Regions from separate parts of the Gossypium hirsutum genome. Here region 2 is linked to region 1. The links are chromatin contacts, called in public Hi-C maps. All regions are on one chromosome and are shown on one strand. Each heading gives the region's core, a stretch centred on a gene start, on an enhancer-like site or on the middle of the called end of the contact. The rest is flanking DNA. Distances are from core to core; before and after follow the strand shown.

Region 1 (4,101 bases), core at 929-3,428:
TATGCATCAAATAAAGCAGTAAAGCCATGAATTTCAGAACTAACTTCAAGAGGGCCAAGCATGCGCAAGCATGACTTGCAATTGCAATTCCCCCGACAAACGGGGCAGGCATCAGCAATTGCTTCCTCTGACATATTGGGATACCTAGCCCCAGAAAACAAATACATGGTAAGTTAGATGGGAAACAATATGATATTTACTTACGATTAAGATGGCCAAAATATATGTTGCCAGCAACAGAAAAATATACTAAGTAGTTCAGGAAAAGCAGCAGTTTTTAAGGGAAGAGCAGATACAGTTAGCACTCCAATAAGAATACCATTTTAAGCAGGGAACGCAAAATCGTTTCCTCTTGCAACTCTTGCATCTCACAACCCTGCCTTTATCATTCCTCTGGCACTGATGGCACATTGATGATTCTTCTGCAATCCACTGTTAAATGCAAAAACCAAACACATCAACACTCGAATCCATCAGGTAAACAAAATGAAAAAGACATCATAAAAACAACTCTAGAGTTAAAAAAATCAAATTTTTTTACCTTCTTTCTATCTGCATCCCGCAGAGACTCTTCATTCTTGGGAACTCCTGAGTCCCTAAGTGAATATTTTCTCTTAGTGATCGTTCCCAAAGACCCATCCTCCTCTGGTTTTTCCGAACTTTTCCCATTCCCTGCAACTTCCTCTTCCATCTTCTTTTGGCCCTTCTTTGGCCCTCTTCGCCCTCTCTTCTTTCCATCAGCTACGTCGAAATTGCCTTCTTGCTCTTCTTTACCTTCCTCTTTTACAGCTTTTCCTTCATTGCCTTCACTTGCAGAACCTTGTTTCCTTGCCTTGCCTCTTCTTCCTAGCTTCTTTGCAGGTGCCCCATTACCGCCATAATCATTATAACCATCTTCTTGACCTCCAGGTTGAACAACTTTCCTCTTTTTCTTGCCCTTGCGTCTACGTTTGTTATCTACAAAGTCATCCTCATATTCTAGAATCTCAGCATAATTAACCCTCCTCGAAACAGTTCTCAGTCTCTTCTTCAAAACATCCCCGCTATCTCCTTCCCCAATACCAGCAGCACCCGAATCAACTTCCCCCTTCTCAGCCGCAAAATCCGAAGTTTTCCCCCCGACATTACCCTCTTCCTCAATATCTATTTTGCTCCTCTTAGAAGAACCTGCCGCTTTCTTCTTTCTACCTCTTTCTTTAAGCTTATTTAAAGCAACGTCTTCATCCTCCCCTTCCGAATCCCCACTTTTTATATCTTTCCCTTCAATTCCCTCCTCTTTTCCCACTAATTCCCCTCCGTTCTCTCCACCCACATCTCTATTTCCCCCTCGTCCCTCCTCTCTCCCTTCAACTTTCTCCTCCACAAAACCGCAATTTTCCTCACTTCCCATCGCTTCACCGTCGCTTTGCGACACTACAAGGAAGACTCCAACCACACTCTCTAAAAGCTAAGTAGTCGAACGAGGACAGAGCCTAGGTTTTTTTAAATTTTTTGGCCTGAGCTGGTAGTTTATAAATTAGTAATAGTAGTATAGTACAAGTAGAAGTAGAAGTAGAAGTAGAAGTTTATATTTATAGTTTATATATATATATAAAATTTTCTTTAAAAAAAAAGGAAGATAAGTTGAGAATGAGGAAGGAAACAGTATTAATAACCGGCGCCGTTCACTCCCCTAAGAATGCGTATTAGGGTTTGGTTTGGAGTTTAAATAAGGAAAATCAAAAGTGGAAAATTTTGGAGGGAAATCAAAATATTGTGGGTTTTTTATGTGAAATAATGAAGTGCTCCTCTTCTCTCTCTCCATCTGCGCATGTCTTCCTTGGCGCAGTGTTTCGGAAAATGGAAAAACCAATCAATCAGCTGCAAATTGGATAGTGGAACCTGGGTTTGGGACACCCCACAGCACATTGTTTCTTTCTAATACTTCAATCTTATTAAAATTAGAGGTGATGATGTGATAAATATTTTATCTATTTGAGAAACAAGGGCGAGTTTAATATCTTTAGCTGTTTTTCAGAATGTTCAGTTTTTATATAGAACAGTTGGAAAATTAATTTTGAAAAAGTTGTAGAAATTGAATGATTGAGGGATGAATTAGTAAATTAATGCTATCTCTACCCCACCCATTTGAATTAGCCTCTTTCTCCCCCTCTTCGCTCTCAATTTCCTGCATCTACTAACACCATTCTTTTTAATCAAACCTCCTATTGTTTATCTCTCTCTTAACTCCCACGGCGGAATCTAGTACAGACTTTGAGAGGTCATGATCGCTCCAAATTTTCAATTTTTTACAATTTAACCTTTCATACATATATTATACTCCTCTAAGTAGGCCTCCCAATTTTTACAACTTTTGTAATTTCGCCTTTTATATATAAACTAATTTATTCATGATAATTTTTTAATATTCTTTTTATTAAATAATATTTTATAAGTAACATAATAATATATATAAAAAGAAATAGAAACTTTCTTCTTAGAAAATAATGAAAAAAATTTATTAGGAGACGGTTTCTAATTTGTTACAAGTGTAAAAACGAAACAAACATAACTAGATAATGTTATAGTAAATTTGAGCTAAAGTAAAACAGAGGAAGAAAATATTGGTCACTTTGTTGGAAATTTTGTCAAATGATAGTTTGTGAAGTAATAAGTATTCTAGTGAAAACGAAATAAAAAATGATTAACCAATTTGAAAATTATGTGAATTTCAGATCAAGAAACTATGAAAAATATATTTTTTTTATGATCGAATTTGGTTGGTTTTGGATTACCATGAATTTGTCAATTTTAGATTGAATGGATTATTATGTTGAAATATTTTGTTACGTTAGAATATTACTTCTTTTGACTCAATTGTTATGGTGAAATACTACTTTTTCTTATTTTGAATCGATTGTTTATATGTTCAAAATAATTGTTATGTCGGGATACTAATTTTTTAATTGATTGTTTACATGTTTAAATCAATTGTTATGTAAGAATACTACTTCTTTTGAATAAATTATTTATACGGTTCAATCGATTGTTATGTAAGAATATTATTTCTTCTTCTTTTAAATTGGTTGTTTATATATTTAAATCAATTATTATGTTAAAATACTGCTTTTTTTAAATAAATTATTTATATTTTTAAATTAATTGTTACATAACATATTTAATTTTAATTCAACTCCCTAAAATAAACATTGTTGCTTCACCGCTTGCCATAAAATTAATCTAAGCTAAAAAGCTCAACTTACTGCCCAATGGTGTATTGGAATTATAGCTAGTTCTGGAACTTCTTTCCCTTTCAACTTACACGTGTTCTTGTAGATTATGGGATTTTTCTCAAAAAAACAAAGGTTACAAACAATCATGAATAGCAGTAGCAGCAACAATGACTACTTTACACCGTAAATGACACCAAAATCCTACCTCCACCTCCCACGACCAAGTAAGAGGAAATCACAACCCATTTCAAAAACACCACATTTTTAGCCTTCTTTACTTATCTCCCAACCCTTTAGTAGAGAATGTTAGCAGACAAAGTGTGGATTCACTCAAAATTATTTCCAATGCATAATTTGTTTCTAGCCCTTTTTTTTTATTTATGTATCAAGTCGTTGCATTTTCTTTAATTGGTGGTTGGTTGCTTTTGGGGGTGTGAATTTTTTTTTTATAAATTTTATAATGGTTGTGTATTTTGAATTACAAATTAAAAATTGAATAATAAATGCGGTTTGTGCGACTTAATCTTAAATTATACTTAAAGCGGTGAATACCCTTGACTATCAAATGATCTCATAAAATTATAATGTTTTGTGTATTTTAAGCTTGAATTTGTTAATAATGATGTAAGTTGTCTCGTTTGAGAAATAGTTTTATCTCTTAAGCAACAATTTTATTTCCCAGAATAATAGGTGGAGATAACTAATGATCCGGACTTTATGGTTTCTTAAATGCTAATTCAAAATCTATTGGAACCACTAAGCTATAATCACCCTCCTCTTATGTACACGTGCTAAAACAATGATTGTTGGAGTTGTTTACTAGGAGATTCAGGTAATTCCAGAAGCTGATAAACTTGTACCCAGTAGTTGTTTATGTTGTTGTATTTAC
Region 2 (4,101 bases), core at 491-2,990, 130 kb after region 1:
AAACCAGCATAAAACTACAAAACATAGTGGACACATTATGAAATTGACAACTCAGGGCATATGATCTTGAAGAACAAAAAAGAAAAAAAATTCAATAATACTTTAAAACAAAAATAATACACCAACAAGGGTAAGACATATTAAGAGCGGCAAATTACATCTGATGAACTGTCTGATATACATGCAGCAACAGATGCCCAAGGTAGCAGATGAATATCATATTCTTTGGATGCAGTAGCAGCAAAAGAACCAATCCTGCTAGAAGCAGAAGCCATTGATTGTACAATATAAAAAGTATCAATTCTTTTTCTACATTCAGTCCCCGCCATCGCTTCACTCAAGAATTCAACCGAATAAGCATCAACCTCATTACCTGTACTGTTAACAACTGGTTTTGACAATCTTAGAAGCGCCTGCCGGTGCCAAATAATTTCATCACTGGGAGAATTAACAGAGCATGAGAAAAGCTTTTTCGGCTCAGATTCTCCAGCATCCCATGTATACATTTCTATACACAGCACACTTTTAAGAAAAAGTAACGAGAAAACCCCTTCCTCAAAAAGCTGGAAAAACAAGGAGGAAATATCGTCTTCCGAATAAGCTTGTCGCGAAAGCTTACTCCGGCCAGCTTGATCAGAATTCCTCAAGGGGAAACGGAATAAAGTTCCAGCGAAAGAACTTTTCATATCACAACCAAATACACGATAAGGAAGGAATTGATCATTGTATATTGAAAGAGCTGAAGAAGAAACAAAGTCGATTCTTTTTCCAGGATTAGCTGTTGACACATTGGGAAGATAAAAACCCTGAGGATCAAATAATACTACGTACTTGCCGCTCACGAACGAAGGCAAATCGGTCAAGTGATAAACCGAATTAAACCCAACCCTAGAAAATATTCCAACAAAAAAAAGCAAATAAATATATAGAATGCAGAAAGAGGTAAGAAGCTGAAGATCAGTATAAAGCAATCTGAGCGAGAGGTTACCCGAATCGGCCAGTTTTCCAGGCCTGGCCATGTTTACCACTCCCTCCAATTCTAGAAATACTAACGAAATCTTCTTCTGTAAAAACCGCGTCGTTGTAAGCAAGTAGAGATGGTCCTTGCCACTGCCCCAAAGAATCCGACAGCAATGAATCCGTCCCGTGCGAGCGGCGATCAAGGCATAGACGAACTTTGGTGGCGCCGGCATCGTCGGCATTCTGAATAAGTTCCTTTAACACGGTGGTGCCCTCCGGGTAGTTCAGTAGGACCTCCCTAATCCGCCGGGTCAAGTCCACTTTCTGCCCGAAGTCTTCTAGAAGAATCGAGTCCCTTGCCGGCAATTCCATTCTTTATTTTTTTTTCTGTGTCGCCAGCGATGTCCTTTGTTTTCTTTGTTTTAATTATATGAGAGGAATTCGGAATTAAGCCATGCAGATGGATTTATTTACGTGTAAACCAGAAAAAAAAATTTTGGTGAGTTTTATGGAAATTGGGGGTGAGAAAAGAAAAGCAAGGAATTTATTTGTGCATAAGAGAAAAGTTCACGAAGGCGGTGCGAGTTCTGGTTGATGTAAACCAAAATTCTAAAATATTAATAATAAATTGCCGTCTAGCTTCTGTTTGTCGTCGGTGAGCGTAAATTGTACGGTCAACCAGCCAGACTTTAGACTTCAATTCTTTACTGTATGAATTGCAAAACGGGGGGCTCGACCAGAAAATTCATTATTTGACCAACAAAAAATCAAAACTTCCATCAACTTTTACCAACAGACAATACTATTTATTTTTAACATATTACTAAATTCACTTTTAAAAATAATAATAAAATTAACTATTATACATTTAAAATAAATTATAATTAAATAAAAATTATTACTCAAATACAACTCTAAATACAAAATATAAAAATTTTTATAATAATTAAAAATTGATATAAAAGATAATCAATATTAGAATATTCGATGAATTACAAATTTAAGTACTCAAAAAATTAAGTAATTAAGTACTGAAATTTTATTTAATATTGTTTGATGTATTAGTAAATATGCTTACGAAATAAAATTATGTTGTTTGATAAAATTAAATATTAATTTTTTAAAAGATTATTTATTTTTTATTTAATTTAATTAATATAATATTTTATATTATTTTGGATGAAAGATAAATTTTGTAATTCAACTATTTATTTTTTACAAAAAAAATGATAATTTATTTTAATTTTTTAATAAAATAAAATCGACTTAATAATTTCTAATTTAAGTGACAAGCAAACCACCTACCTACTTATATTATTTAAAATATTATATGTTGAAAATTTAGTTACAATGAAATGAAAATTGCATTCTTCATATTCGTTTTATGATCTATGTTTGGAATTCATAACTATCCCTCCTAACAATATTATTTGCACGGTTCAAACATACATCTCTACTTAGGAGTACAATATATCTTATTACTGCACCAATAGTTATTATTTTGAATAATGTTATTTTACATTAATTACATGAAGTAAAACTATATTATAAAATTATAGGGTAAACTACACCAAATGCCACCAAACTTTGATTAATTTTTATTTTTTGCCTTTAAACTTTAAAAACTTACAAAGATGCCACTAACATTATTGTATTATTACAAAAATACCACTTAATTGTTTACTATCGTTATTTGATAACATGTGTTTAACATGGCAGTTAAATGTGCCACGAGTTTTAAAAAATTAATATTAAAATATTTATTTATTCTTATTTTTCTCTTTTTTCCCCTTTCTTTCTTCTTTTCTTTTCATCTTATTTCCCTTCCCAACAAACCTTGCAACCATCAATTCCACTACCGTCGATGGCTTCCCCGAACACCAAACCCGCCAATGGATCTCCCAAATGTTGTATTTGGTGCACTGAGTGTTGTATATTCATTTGTAAACTTGTAATTTTTTGAACAGATTGGTTAATAAAACAAATTCATTGATTACATTGATATACTTTCTATGATTGTCCTCATGTGATTTTTGCACACAAAGTAAAATGGAAACAAATGTTGCTCATTAGTTGTCTAATGTTTAAAATAATACTAAGTGGTATTATGTAGTCGGATCGTAATATAGAAAGACAACTTATATTAATAAACGAACCTAAACATGTCATTAGTCTAATCGGAAATGAGCAAACTAATTGAAAGACTAATACGTCGACTATCAAGTCCAATTAGGGAGATGTTTTGCCTTAGGTATCGGAGTGAATGATTCCCAAAAGCTAGAGATGTAGATATGACTGACTGGACTGACAGTACATCGGGTTGAACCCAATAAGAATAGATCCAAAATTTGTTTATGGATTTATACACTTGTGACGTTCATATTGTGACATACCTAAATCCTGGGTGGATGACGAACTATGTATATTGACTCATACACTTTGATGTAAGTAAAAGTCTGAGTTCGAATAAATAAGGAATTGAAAGTTAGTGCATTAGGCGTACGACTTTTGTAGCATGTAGTGTCATTCATAACAGTGGAATTCATAGTACGAGACATAGGTAAATGATATTCTCTCATTGGCATTACATGGTTGATGAAAAGTAAACGTGGCCACAAGTCGTTTGTCTTTGTGATGAATGACTTGATCACTATTTGATAGTGATTGACTTTTCATGAAGGAAGATGTAATGGTTTTCATAAGATAAAAGAAGATCATATTTGGAGAACGGATATTTTTCCAAATAGATTAATGATATCCTATGAAGGTAACACATTCATAATAAGGTCATTAGACGAGCACCAATCACGTTGCTTTCATAATGGTATGTCGTTAGGGAGAACTCAATCACGATACTATAGTGGAATAGTTTCGTGACTAAATGATTTTATAATTAATAAGTGAAAAGCTGAAACTTAATTATAAATTATTTGAGCCCCAATTGCATATGTCCAACTAGTCCCTCCTCTAGCTCGTTGAAACAAAAAATGAATTGCATATTGAATCAAATGAACAAAAATGGTGAAACGGAGAAATAGGAAACATTTGGAAATGATTAAGATTTTCTCCAAAATGAAAATGAAAATGGAGAAATAAAATCATTTGGAAATGAATATTGTTTTATCCAAAAGGAAAATGACC

The links. Hi-C and Micro-C count contacts between places; a contact is called where the count stands out from the background.
Region 2: a Hi-C map of leaf shows a contact between it and region 1, with 2.5 times the contacts expected there. The contact joins the promoter of LOC107937592 here to the promoter of LOC107886373 in region 1. A contact is called at or near these places in 2 of 34 Hi-C or Micro-C datasets (anther and leaf).

Annotation. Positions count from the first base shown.
Region 1 is chrA12:86,279,758-86,283,858 of Gossypium_hirsutum_v2.1, forward strand. LOC107886373 (lysine-specific demethylase JMJ25) reads right to left here and starts at 2,179. Exons shown (of 13, transcript XM_016810300.2): 1 at 542-2,179; 2 at 320-432; 3 at 45-144. The coding sequence starts at 1,390.
Region 2 is chrA12:86,411,070-86,415,170 of Gossypium_hirsutum_v2.1, forward strand. It overlaps LOC107937592 (sacsin), which reads right to left and starts at 1,741. Exons shown (of 40, transcript XM_041082966.1): 1 at 989-1,741; 2 at 159-888. The coding sequence starts at 1,332.